Regions from separate parts of the Gossypium hirsutum genome. Here region 1 is linked to region 2. The links are chromatin contacts, called in public Hi-C maps. All regions are on one chromosome and are shown on one strand. Each heading gives the region's core, a stretch centred on a gene start, on an enhancer-like site or on the middle of the called end of the contact. The rest is flanking DNA. Distances are from core to core; before and after follow the strand shown.

The links. A called contact is a pair of places that touch in the nucleus more often than the background predicts.
Region 1: a Hi-C map of leaf shows a contact between it and region 2, with 1.9 times the contacts expected there. The contact joins the promoter of LOC107918028 here to the promoter of LOC107917907 in region 2. A contact is called at or near these places in 2 of 34 Hi-C or Micro-C datasets (both in leaf).

The regions. Positions count from the first base shown.
Region 1 is chrA01:25,440,535-25,446,808 of Gossypium_hirsutum_v2.1, reverse strand. It overlaps LOC107918028 (glucose-6-phosphate isomerase, cytosolic), which reads right to left and starts at 3,298. Exons shown (of 24, transcript XM_041083197.1): 1 at 2,960-3,298; 2 at 2,746-2,802; 3 at 2,574-2,650; 4 at 2,394-2,475; 5 at 2,259-2,306; 6 at 1,956-2,111; 7 at 1,780-1,876; 8 at 1,632-1,674; 9 at 1,153-1,220; 10 at 960-1,044; 11 at 610-658; 12 at 186-258; 13 at 1-59. The coding sequence starts at 2,796.
Region 2 is chrA01:25,267,338-25,273,935 of Gossypium_hirsutum_v2.1, reverse strand. It overlaps LOC107917907 (50S ribosomal protein L27), which reads left to right and starts at 1,931. Exons shown (of 5, transcript XM_016847317.2): 1 at 1,931-2,489; 2 at 2,700-2,924; 3 at 3,544-3,653; 4 at 3,753-3,877; 5 at 3,957-4,354. The coding sequence starts at 3,569. The coding sequence ends at 4,190. It also overlaps the pseudogene LOC107917905.

The sequences.
Region 1 (6,274 bases), core at 2,049-4,548, 170 kb before region 2:
TTCTACTATTGAAAAACCATACTGCAGAGACAAAGGCAACACTCCAACTGCACTGCAAACTGCAAATGGCAGTTTAAAGATTAGTCAACTTCCACAGTTCAATTAGAAAAGATTCAATCCTCAATAGAAATCAAGATCGCAAATGATGCTTAGAGGTAAGCAAGGGGAGAGGGAATAATACTTACCACTGTATCGACCACCAACCCAATCCCAGAATGCAAATGCATTATTAGGGTCAATTCCGAACTTTTCAACAAGCTGCACGGAAAACATTTATAAGCTGAATAGGATCAATACTAGCATATAATATGTAATGTACAGTCTAGTTTATTGGCCCCTTAGCAATTGCCAAGGAAGGGAATAAATACAAAGCTATGAAGCATGGATATTCAAAAAGTGAAAGAGAAATGCATAATAAGGGGCCATCTCCTTCAAGCAAAAAGAGAATAAACATTTTCGTTTTACCAAAAACGAGTTACACTGTACTCTAACACCTTAGCAATGTTTGATTTGTGGCACAAAAACCCAAAACAAACAATTTAATATGTACATAGTAGTGCGGCAAATGCTTAATCATTCAAATGAAGAAGTTAAAGGTAAAAATAATACCGTAAGATTAGTACTGACTGCCACCATGTGTTTTGCAACTGCAGAAGGCCTGAAATATTACAATCACAAGTGGCTTAATAAGAAAGCCCGATCATACCATAGTAGTTAACATGGTAAATTACATTCATTCTTGAATATTGAGAATGATTCCTAAAAAGATTGAAAAAATAAAAAAAAACTTATTATAAGCATTCAAAGATGAGAATATCTCTGTTTTGCTCAATGCATTGTCACTCTTAATTTTTAGACCGAGAAATAATTCTGACGTATTAACGTAAAATGTAGCAGAACCTCAAACTGCCACTGCATGCACATTGTCGAAGAAATAACTAGTGTTATATGAAACTAACCCAAGAGCAGATGAAATCCACTCCCTTAATGTTCGAGCATTCAACATAGTTTCTGCGGTTGTAAAAGTCTTTGAAACCACCACAACTGGATAAAATTACAAGCAAATAAAATCAGACAAATCAACAGTGCAAAAATGAGTTTAGGAAACAGAAAAACAGTAGACTTCCAGAAGAATAAACGAAAATAGTTTACCAAGTGTTGTTTCGGGGTTTAATCCTGCAATATTTCTAGCAACATCGATAGGATCTACATTTGCTAGGCTGTTGCAATGCAAACAAGAGATTACATCAAATTTCTAGAATTGCCAAATGAAACAACTTATTGTGTATGCAAGCATTACAAATTACAAGGAAAATGTCAGACAAGCAGCTAGAATGACATGCATTTCATTTTGAGAATCTATCACGACGAAAACACTTTTTGTTACTTGATATCATTTATGCCCATTCCAGTTTTAGCAGGCCTAAATGGCATCAAAGTGTTCCCCCTCACAGAACATAGTATGCTGCTGCTGCTTCTTCTCAAATATATATTAATACCTTGTCTTAACAAAATGAAGCAAGGGGCCTCAACCCACCTTTGCTGACACCTTTTACAGGCAATCTTATAATTTGATGAAAGAAAGGAAGTAGACACAACAAATACCAGCAGCAGTAACAAGCAGTACTTACAAACGTAGTTGGCGTCCTTTTGCAAATTCAACAGCCTCAGGGTCTGTGAGTTATCAAGAGAAAACCATGAACACATTAACTACACTTCATCATCATAGGTCACAAGTACGAGGGTTACACAACTAATAGTAAAATGCACCAGCATAACCTGTTTGGAGAGCAGTATGCACAAATAAAGGACCTAAGAAACTGCCACCAATACCGATTGCAATAACATCCTTCAGTGGTTTCCCAGTAGCTCCAACCTGCCAAGATTTATTTGTCTCTCAGCAATTGAGGAGGAAGATGGTCAAATTTGATGTAAAAAAAAGGGTGATAAGTTACCCAGGAGCCATTGCGAACTTTCTCTGAAAAATCCTTGATCTTATCCAAAACATTCCAAACATCTGGCACCACATTCTTTCCATCACTGTTTATAACAGCATCCCTTGGTGCTCGAAGAGCTACATGAAGCACTGACCTATTTTCTGTGCTATTTATCTGAAATTTCCAGAAAAAAAGGCAATGCAACGACAAAAAAAACTAAGAATGAAAAGGCGTGGAATGCTATTCAACAATATCATCACCAATCTTTACATCAAACCCAAAACTAGTTTTATCTTTCTCCTAGGAGAGAGTTCAACTTACATGCTCGCCACTATACATTCGGTTAATTTGTTGTTTGAGAGAAGCAGCCTGAAATTGTGAGAAATATTACAAACAAAAAACAAAAACGAAAAGACTATTATGATTTAAATCGAACGAGAAATAATCCAAATTCACCTCTGCTAATTTATAGAGCTTATCCATGGTCTCAAGAGTGGCGCAATGCCTTGAGTAGTCCAAAAACATTCCATCAAACTCACTGTAGAAACATTTATATATCATCAATTTTATTAGTATTAAAAGTTTCGTGCAGTTATCGAATCAGAAAAATCGTAGGAGTTGAATAGAGGATCTTACACCATCATCGATTCGCATCGTTCTTTGTCGTTCATCAAATCACGAAGATGAGTTTTCTTGATATCCTCAGTATGAGCCTATAAAAAACCAAAACCCACTTTGTTGATCAAATAGATTTATCATGCTATTTTAGCTATAATCTTCTTAGCTAGAAATGAGCAGAAAACGCTACCTTCAAGTCCTTCCATGGCTGGGTATCGCAGATTAGAGTGGTCGAAGCCATCTCAACCTATATTAAAACGTAATAAATCAGCTTGAGATCTCAAAACCGACGAGAAAGATGGTGAATGATAATTTGAGAAGAAAAGAGAAATTACTAATGGAATAAAGAAAAAAAAAAGGAACTTGGAGCTGACAAAAAGCTGAGGCGAGGTTAAGAAGTTCACAATATAGTAATAATGCTACGTGGTGGAAAATGGGAGGGTCGGAAGGGCATATGTCAATTAGGATGCGGATCAGGAATTTCCGGTCATTGAAACTTGGGTCCAGTCCGGTCCAGTTTAACGACTTTGGAAAATTGATTGTGACTTTTAAGGGCTGAAATCCGTGGGCGACGGATTTCCGATGGGCCCGAGGAACCGCTAGCTTTATTATATTTTCAATGAACCGTTACGGTCTAATCGACTGCGCCTGTGAGGTTGGTTGGACTCATCGTTATTCTCCAAAGCCGATTCCCTATACCCTATATTCTTGTTTTGTAAAAAGAAATTCATAGTATATTGGGTAAGGATGACCATGTGTCCATCACCTTTTATTCAATAATACCAACTAGATAATTAAAATCTTTTTTTTTTGCCATTATTCTTATAATGGTATAATTTTAATTTTAGTCCCTTTATTATAGTAATATTTAAGATTTAGTTTTATATTTTAATTTAACATAATTTGATTCTCAAATTTTACAATCACATTAGCTAGTCCAAATAATTAATATATTTAGTTATTTTGATTAAATTTTTTATGTTTATTTTTTTATAAATACTATTATAATAAAAAATATTTTGATATAATAAATTGGAATAAGTATTATTAAAAAAAAATTCATGTTGGGGACCAAAATATTAAGGATGTTACATGTTTAGACTAACTAACGACACAAATCTCTTTTTTAGTCATTATAATATGATGGTAAAATTGTAGTTTCGATTTGTCTACTATGTTTACATTTGGAATTTAGTCATTGTATTTTAATTTGATGTAATTTGGCTACCTATGAAGTTGAAATAAGTATTTTTAGAAAAAAACCGAAGTCAACATTTGAATAGAATAATTAAGGGTATTAGCTATTTCAACTTACTAATAACATTATATAAAGGAATCAAATTATATCAATTAAAGAATAAATACTAAATTCTAAATTTAAACATAGTAGAGAGATCATAACCATTCTTTGATCTAAAATAATATATGTCTAATACAATCATTTGTTATTTGATTTAATAAAAAAGTTTGATATATTTTTATAAAAAAATTGTTCTTAATTTAATTGTAATAAATGATTATATGTTTATTGGGAATGAATTGCGAATAGCAAATTGCTAAAAATAATAAAAAATATATATTCCATCACATAGTTTGGTATCTTCGCATTAACACCGTTGGTTTGTGCTTACGTAATACCAATAGCCAACTCGATAATGACACATGATAACTTATTAATATGCTATGTATCAAACATAAATATAAAATTACAAATTCTTCAAAAATATATAAATTAATAAATATATTGTTTTCATGTAAAAAGAAATAAACAATGATAAATGGTGATCTAAATACATTTAAATTTGGACATCCAATTATAGAGATTCATTTCAGATGTGTTTTTAGTAATTTTATATACTCTTAAACTTTTTATAAAATATAAGTTTTTAAGTTATAATTTTGAAAGATATATAAAATATAAAATATAAAAATGTACAATTAAAAATATACAAAAAGCATATAATATTTTTAAAAATATATAAAAACCTATCACTTATAATATGTAAATTTACAAAAATTATAAAAATCTATAAATTTATAAAAATATATAAAATAACTAAATATTTATAAACTTATAAAAATATGTAAGGCCTTGATTGAAAAAATTAAATCAATATTTAATTTTTTTGGTAGTCCAAAATAAAAATAACTTGATAGAATTTTTTTATGAAAAAGTGTGGAAAATAATAAGTAGGTAAGAGTTACTTGTCACTTAAAATGATACTATTTTCAATTAATTCTATTTTATTTTATTTACTTTAATATTTTATTATCATATAAAAACTTTATATTTAAAATTTTAATTTTGTTTAGAATAAGCTGAAATGTTTAAAATTTAAGGATAAAATGTAGAATTTCTTTTATAATTAAAATATATCTTTATCGAACAATCAAATTATATTTTATAATTACATTTAAGTAATATATAAAGCTATTTTATAATTTTAATTCATTACTTAAATTTTTAATAATTAATTTTTCAGCACTTAATTTTTTAGTTTATCAAATAGCACCTAAATATAAAAATTAGTAAAAAGCATTCTAGAATGAATTTGGACAACCATATGTCCAGATTCACTCTTGATATGTGAACTTTTTTTTATACTTTTTATTAATTTATAAATTTTATTTTTTTTAAAATTTATATATTTTTAATTTAAATACAATAATAACATGATATTTTATAATAAAAAAAACATACAAGCTTACTACAAAACATGTCTATAATGAATATGGTCAAATGGGTGCTTAGATTCATATGTATCTGGACAACATTTTGTTCACGTTCATTCTTGATATGAATTTTTTTTTATTAATTTATATATATTTAAAAAAATTATTTATATTTTTCATGTTGCATATGAAGGGGTTGCTAGGTGTCATCGTTAGATTGACTATTAGTGCCACGTCAGCACAAACTATTGATGTTAGTGTAGAGATACCAACTTGTGTGATGGGATATAAGTTCAAGTACCAACTAAGTCCAAAGAAAAAAAATTAAGTACCACCTAAATACAAATGGATAAGTTTGAGGGGAAAAATATATACTAATCGAAAAAATTATGTAAAAAATATATTTATTAAAAAATTATACAAAAACCAAATGAGACTTGAATGAAATTGTAACGCACCAATTTTCGGGAATTCTGTGAATGTTGGCATAGGTTTAATTATGTTAGTGAGCCTCTAGAAGGCCCAAGCTTAAGATAGAACCTGGCAATTTTAGTTAATTTTTGTTCCATAAGAAAAAAGGGGGTGAAATTATGAAATAGGACCTATGTGAAAATGTTTGAAAATGCTATAGGCTAAATTGAAGTGGCCAAATAAATAGGAGTGCAAAAATAGGAGGATTTGCATGACAAACCTCCCATTTTACATGAAGTGGCCAGCCATCATGTTGTTGTAGACAATATGAGCACTTGATATCCATAATTCATGGTACAAATTGATAATGGGTTAGGTAAATGTTCCATGATAATGGATTAGGTAAATATTCCATGATAATGGGTTAGGTAAATGTTCCATGATAATGGTTTAGGTAAATGTTCCATGATGAGCATTTTATGTCTTTTGTATTAAAGAATTAAATGGATGAAATATGAAATTTTATTAAAAGAAAAAGGGGTGAAAAGAACAAAGTTTTGTCCATCTTTGTTCATCATAGCCGAAAGTTAGAGAAGAGAAAGGAGAGGAGAAAGCTCTTGAATGTTCGGTCACTT
Region 2 (6,598 bases), core at 682-3,181:
CGGGCCCTAACACTATTAAATTACAGAAAATAGTAATTACAACATAACTTATTTCTGTAAATGACGTGGAACTTTTTTTAAGGGAACCTGTGAATAAAAAATAACAATATATTACTATATTATTAACAGTGTTTGATATGTGATCATTGTTCTTAATCAATGAACCCATTTCAATACTTGCAATTTCAAAAAAAAATTTGATCATTAATTTCTAAGTTTGATGCATTTTAAATATTTATCAAAATACCTAAATATTGCTTTTAATTACAGAAATACCAAACAGTTTTGTCCACATCATATTTTTTTGCTATACTACATTAACAAAATAAATATATCTTATAAATTTCAACTCAAATTCCAACTCAATGGTCCCATTCACAAATTCCAACTCAATGGTCTAAACTTTTACCTACATAAAAAACAAAAAATATATATTAAAATAATAAAAATAACACGCCAATCAAAAAAATATAACAGAAATATAACATAAATTATCTCAACATAATAAATATGAATATTCTTGTTATTATTTTAAAATGATAATAAGTAGAATATATTGGTTTAAAAGATAATAACATGCCAACTTAATTGTTGTCAAAAAATATAAATTTTTTCATTCAAGGATTCAAAAGAAATTTCAAAAATTTAAAACACATAAACTCTTATTCCCAATTATAAAATCTAAAAAAGTTAGAACACGTAAACTCTTATTCTTAATTTATTTCATCAATTCCAACTCAATGGTTTCGTTCACAAATTCCAAATAAATTACATAAAAAAATAAATCTAATAAACCTAAAACACACATGACAAATAACTTACATAAAAAATAAATTTAATAAACCTAAAACACACAAGACAAATAAATTTCATAAAAAAATAAAACATTCTTTCCACATAACATAAATAGGCTTTTTTACTTGAAACAAACATTAAAACAAGCTTATGAATGAAAATATAAAATAAATACCAACATACCTTAATAGTTCTTTTTAACCAAATAATACCTTACAACAATAAAATTAAAAATTAATTTCAAAATAAATAAAAAAAAGAAAAAAACATTTATTTATAACAAAAAATTAGTAAATAGAAAAAATATCTTTTATGATTCTTTTCAACACCAAATCCTTCTAACTGCAAATACAACCTCTTGATTAATTTTTTTTCAAACCCTAAACCTAACCCTAATTTTTTCTCAAATCCCAAACACAACTTCTTCTCTTTCCCTTTCTCCTTTCCTTTTCTATTTTTTCCCTTCCCTTCTCTTCTCTTTATTCAGCTTCTATTTTCTTCTCTCTTTTTTCCCTTCCTTCCCTTCCCGCTCTCTTTTTCTTCTTCTTCTAAATTTCTTTTTCCTTTCATCCGGCCAAAATGGGGACATTGGGGACCTTATAATGGCCCCCAAAACAGATTTCACGGGCATAGTCCTGTCCCATCACTGCCACTGTTGCAGGGGTCAAGAGTGTGCTTATGAGGTTGGCTTCACCACCCTAGTGTTGCCTATTAGTTTGGCATGATCGGGGGGTGTGCCGCCTACCTATTAGGCATCACTAGTGGTCCTGTCACCTTAATGTCAGCAGGTCGACAGAGGGTTGGGTTTTGGTCATATGTAAATGACCCGTATTTCTTTAGTGTTGCCTATTTAGATGGCATTTTCAATTTTTTAATATATATATTTTAGTCTACTCTTTTAGATTTTAGGGTGGTGCCGCTTATGCACCAACTTCCACTTACATTCATGTACCATTTCGGTACATAATCTACCAAACATACTATTTAGGTTTTTTTTTTCACAATATTCAGATAAAAAAGCCTAGATGTGAGAAAGGAACAGAAATTTAAAAATTATTTTAAATTAATAAAAGTTATTTAAAAAATTAATAAAAATATTACAAATATAATATTCTTGGTAAAATGGAAATGGGTTCTTTCACATTTGTTTTTGATCAACAAGAATTTTCTTATAATAACAGCTTCGATTCCTTTGAGGAAATGGAAAATGGGTTCAATGGGAACAACAAGAAAATGGGTAGAAAAGTTAGTGATGAATCTTTGGCCAATGAAGAAAACAACGGGTTTAAAGACTTATTTAGACGAGGGAGCAAAGCAAGAAGAACAACATCATCTATGGCTGACTGGCTTTGAATTTTGTTTGAAGCTGAAGCAAAAATTGAAGAAATTACTGGTTTGAAACGGAAGAAGAGTTGGGTAATTCCAGAAAGAAGCGAGCTCGTAAATCAGGCTCCGTCGCCGGTAGTTCTTCGACGCTTTCAGCTAGTTCCGACAATGCCGGTGGTGGTTCAAACGCGCGTTTCGAATATGTAAACACACATTCGATATGATTTGCGAGGAGCTTGAACCGGCGGGGAATTTAATGGTAGAACCGAATTGGAGATCCATTTTTAGAGCTTGGGAGACAGTTGATTCATGGCGAGGAAGCCAAGGATGGTGGTTAGCCTTAGCCACATCGGGATGATGTTTAAAAGGTATTTAACGAACTTGTTGGATAGTGGCATGGTGCATAGTGCAGAGCATTTACTGCTTTGTTCAAGATACTGGTGAAAGATAACCATTTAGTTTCATCACACACATATATTTTTATGAAAGAAATAAAAACTATTAATAATGTTAAATATATTTTATTAATTTTAATTTTAAATATATTTTATTAATTTTTGAAGTTTTTTCATTTTCAGTAAAGGGGTTTTTTGTGTTTTGACGGGTAAGCTTTTTCTTTTGAAAGATTTACCCAATGGGCTTGGTTCAAAACTTCAATTTCTAACCTAAGAAAAAAACCCAAGAAGCTGAAATAGTGTGCTGCCCCTTTGCTACCACTTCGCCTCCGCTACTCTGCCATCCAACTGGTACATGAAGCAACCTTTTTTCCAGTGCTCAACCATTGTTAGCTAAAGCTGCTAAAGGTCAGTTTGGTTTTAGTAATTTTCTCTTGTACTTTGAGTAAGTTAGACATTGTTGAATGGATGGAAATTGTGGGTGTGTTCAAAATATATCTCTTGTATTTCATGATCCTTTTTTGGGCTTTTCTTTTATTTGATTCGGTCCCCATCTATAATTTTCTTATTAATTTGCTGTACAAATTGCACAATCATAAACCAATATCAGTGTATTCAATCATTTAAGGATCTATGTGGTTCAGTATTGTCTGAGCTTACTAAACTTTGCCTTTTTAATTTCAACTTTTGCTTGGATTATATGTTGTTAGAGCAAGCTGGCTTTCCTGAATGATTTATAGGAGTTTATAAAATTTGTTTGATAATTACTTCATACCAAGAGAAGAAAAGGAAAAAAAAAAAAACCTAGAAAAAGATCCGCAATTGATGAATTAGACGATCGATCCAATCGTATCACATTAGGAGACAGGTACAACCCTTTATATCTATTGTGAAAGCCCTCGAATTTCCCCCAGTCATTTCGCTTTGATCGATTTATGGTTTTTATGTTCTTAAGTAGCTCGGGAATTTGATTTCTTTGTACTACTTAATATTTGATGAAAATCATGTTATTTGATTTCTCTTCAAGGTGTCTTTGATTACGGATATTAGATATGTTTAACATTGCAACGACCTTCTGCAAAAGGATAAGCGTGAAGGAGCTAGTTACCAGCGCTCCTGTGTTTGGCACAATCACGGGTATGCTTCGTTGAAATGAGCTGTTTTGATTGCTTTTAATATTTATTAAATTCTTTGAGCTAATTTCATGGAACTTATCCTCATTTATTTGTGGCTTAGATGGATCTTCTTCTGGCTTAAGTTTGATGCTTAGGCGGTGGGCTAGTAAAAAAACTGCTGGATCAACTAAGAATGGAAGAGATTCAAAACCCAAGAATCTTGGGGTGAAGAAGTTTGGTGGCGAGGTCAGTGGATGATCCAAATTCAAATGCGTCCATTTAGTAATAATAGATATGATATGAAGATTTTGCATTGTTGTGGCAGAGGGTGATTCCTGGAAACATTATAGTTCGTCAACGAGGAACACGTTTCCATCCTGGAAACTATGTAGGGATTGGGAAAGATCATACTCTCTATGCCCTAAAGGAAGGTTGTGTGAAATTTGAGACGCATAAGCTTAGCGGGCGCAAATGGGTACATGTTGAACCCAAGGAAGGACATGTCCTTCACCCCCTTTATGCTACTGCTGATGCAGGAGAGCTAAAGACAGCCACGTAAGGTTTGTGACATTATTGTTTGTTTAGGCAACCAAGTTTGCATCTCATAGTTAGCTAAACTTTTTGAATGATATTGGATATTCAACTATCAATTGTATCAGAGAGGATCTTGGGAGAGATACAAAATAAAAGAAACATGAGGTTTGGCTCCCCATGTTCCATTTACCGCATGGTTGTTTCTGTTCCGGTTTCCTTTTTTGATATTCATTTCTTTTGATTTTTCTTTACTGCATAGCATAGTTTTTAGACTCTAGCATACAAGTATTCCACAGCCATGAGCAAGATATTATGCTATAAAATGATGCAAGCTTTTTACAAGACCTCTAAGATAAGTTTCTAGTAAAAAATGGTGGAATCTCTCGGGTACTTTACCAACAGTCTGATGTGATTCATTTTTCTTATGAGTTTTGTTCTCGAATGGCTTTGACTAGGAAGTAGTCTTTTCTAGTTGATTGGCTGAGCTTGACGCAGCTAACATGAAGCAGCTTTCTAGGGCTTTTAGTGAACTGTAGTTATTGAAATGCAAGCGGTTTATGTTTTGAGATTTTACTGGGATGCCAAATGTTTGAATCCAATTTCTCAAATGGAAGAATACAGTTAATGTGTTTCTTTGATTGCTACTAACAAAATGTAAACTTAATAAATCTGCAAGGGGTCCTAACCTGTTACAATTGTACACTCTCCATGTTCAGATATGTGAGAAAAAAGGCAATTACAACGAAAAAAATTATGCTTGTTGTAACAATCAACTGCAAACAAGCTTTTGAGCTTTTGAATGTATGAAAGAATCTTGCTGGATACAATCGGGGCTCTTGCTCTCTTCTTTTTCATGGCTGACTTCCGCTATTTTCATTAAGCCAAGGGATGTATCAGCTCAGCCAGTTTATCTGAATCAGGTTGGATCACCTGCTGGCTACAAGTATCCTCATAAAATAATAGCTGTAGAGCACAACTAGAAAAGAAAAACTGTTGGGTACAATGGTTGAGCAGGCACTTCAAACACTGAGGATTATTGGTTAGTTTTCATCTAACATCTCCATGTCTTGCATTTCCATGGGTTCAGGGAAAACTTCGTTCGACAACCTTTTACATGAAGACGAGTGTTCAATTCCATCGTTGCCATGAGAACCTACTCTACCTGCCTGCCTAAAACCACTGAAACCCTCTCTGTTTTGGTGGCCTGGGATGGTGGCACTCTCTGATGAGCTCTGTCGCCAACTACCAAAGAAGGCAGAACCCCAAGACCGCCTAGAAGATGTTGTTCTTAGCCTTGCGGAGCTGAAACTCTCCTCTCTTACTACTTTCAAAGGGTTTTCCAATGCTTTAAGAATATGTTTCATTGAGGGTCGTTTAGAAGGCTTGGGGTTAAGGCATGACCTTGCCACGATTGCCATGGCCCATACCTCCTCCAATAGATCCTCATCTACAATCAAGGATGGATCCATGATCTTAGTCACCAATTCCTTTTCATATATACTGATGCAAGGCAAGGTTTGCTCAAGCCACTCCTTTGTAGATGCATCTTCTGCCTTACCAATACCAAGCTTGCCTGTTATAAGCTCTAGTAATACCTTCCCGAAACAGTACACATCGTAAGCACAAGTAGTTGAAGAAGAACCTGCCCATATCCAAACATTGATATAAGAAACGGATGCTGATGTCTTATTAATAATTCAGAATCAACCCTCCCCAACGATATTCTTTGAGATAATTCTTAATTCCATGCGCAAATTTGGCAAAAAATCTATAGTTTCAGTTTCCAACTATAGGAACAAGTGATGGATATAATCTTTATCCATGTGTTATAACTGCTTTAATTTCAGTCAAATTAACCAATTCAAGCATAGTATCAAAAAATAAAAAAAAAAACCAATTCAAGCAGGGATGATGCCAATTCCAGTGCTTGTAGGATAAGAACGGCAAATCAATGAAATGAATGCTCACACATTAGTGAACTACTTTTATTAAGCCTAACATGTTAACCCATGATAACATATAGAACTTAAGGATGTTAACAAGCATGCAATCAAATTTTACGCACCTGAACCTGAAGGGCCTGGCTCAGAGGTCCTGCACATCATTGAGTCAAAATTTATATTAGAGCATTGAATAAATATACAATACAGAAAAAGATCTCGGCAAACACATTATCGACGAATAATTCAAATAATCTATTTTATATAACGAGTGCTACGAAGAAAAAAAGTGGGAATCTAAAGTTGAATCATATATGCTATGCTCTTTTTATCCGTGGACCTATTTCATTACTCCAATGACCTTGGAAAGAATTATATAGTTTATAAATTTACATCTAAGAAGATCAGCAATATCAATGTATTCTGTGGAATCAGTAGGTCATATCCCTTCAATCAAATTAACTATGTTGAAAGTAGCATGCATAGCAATATG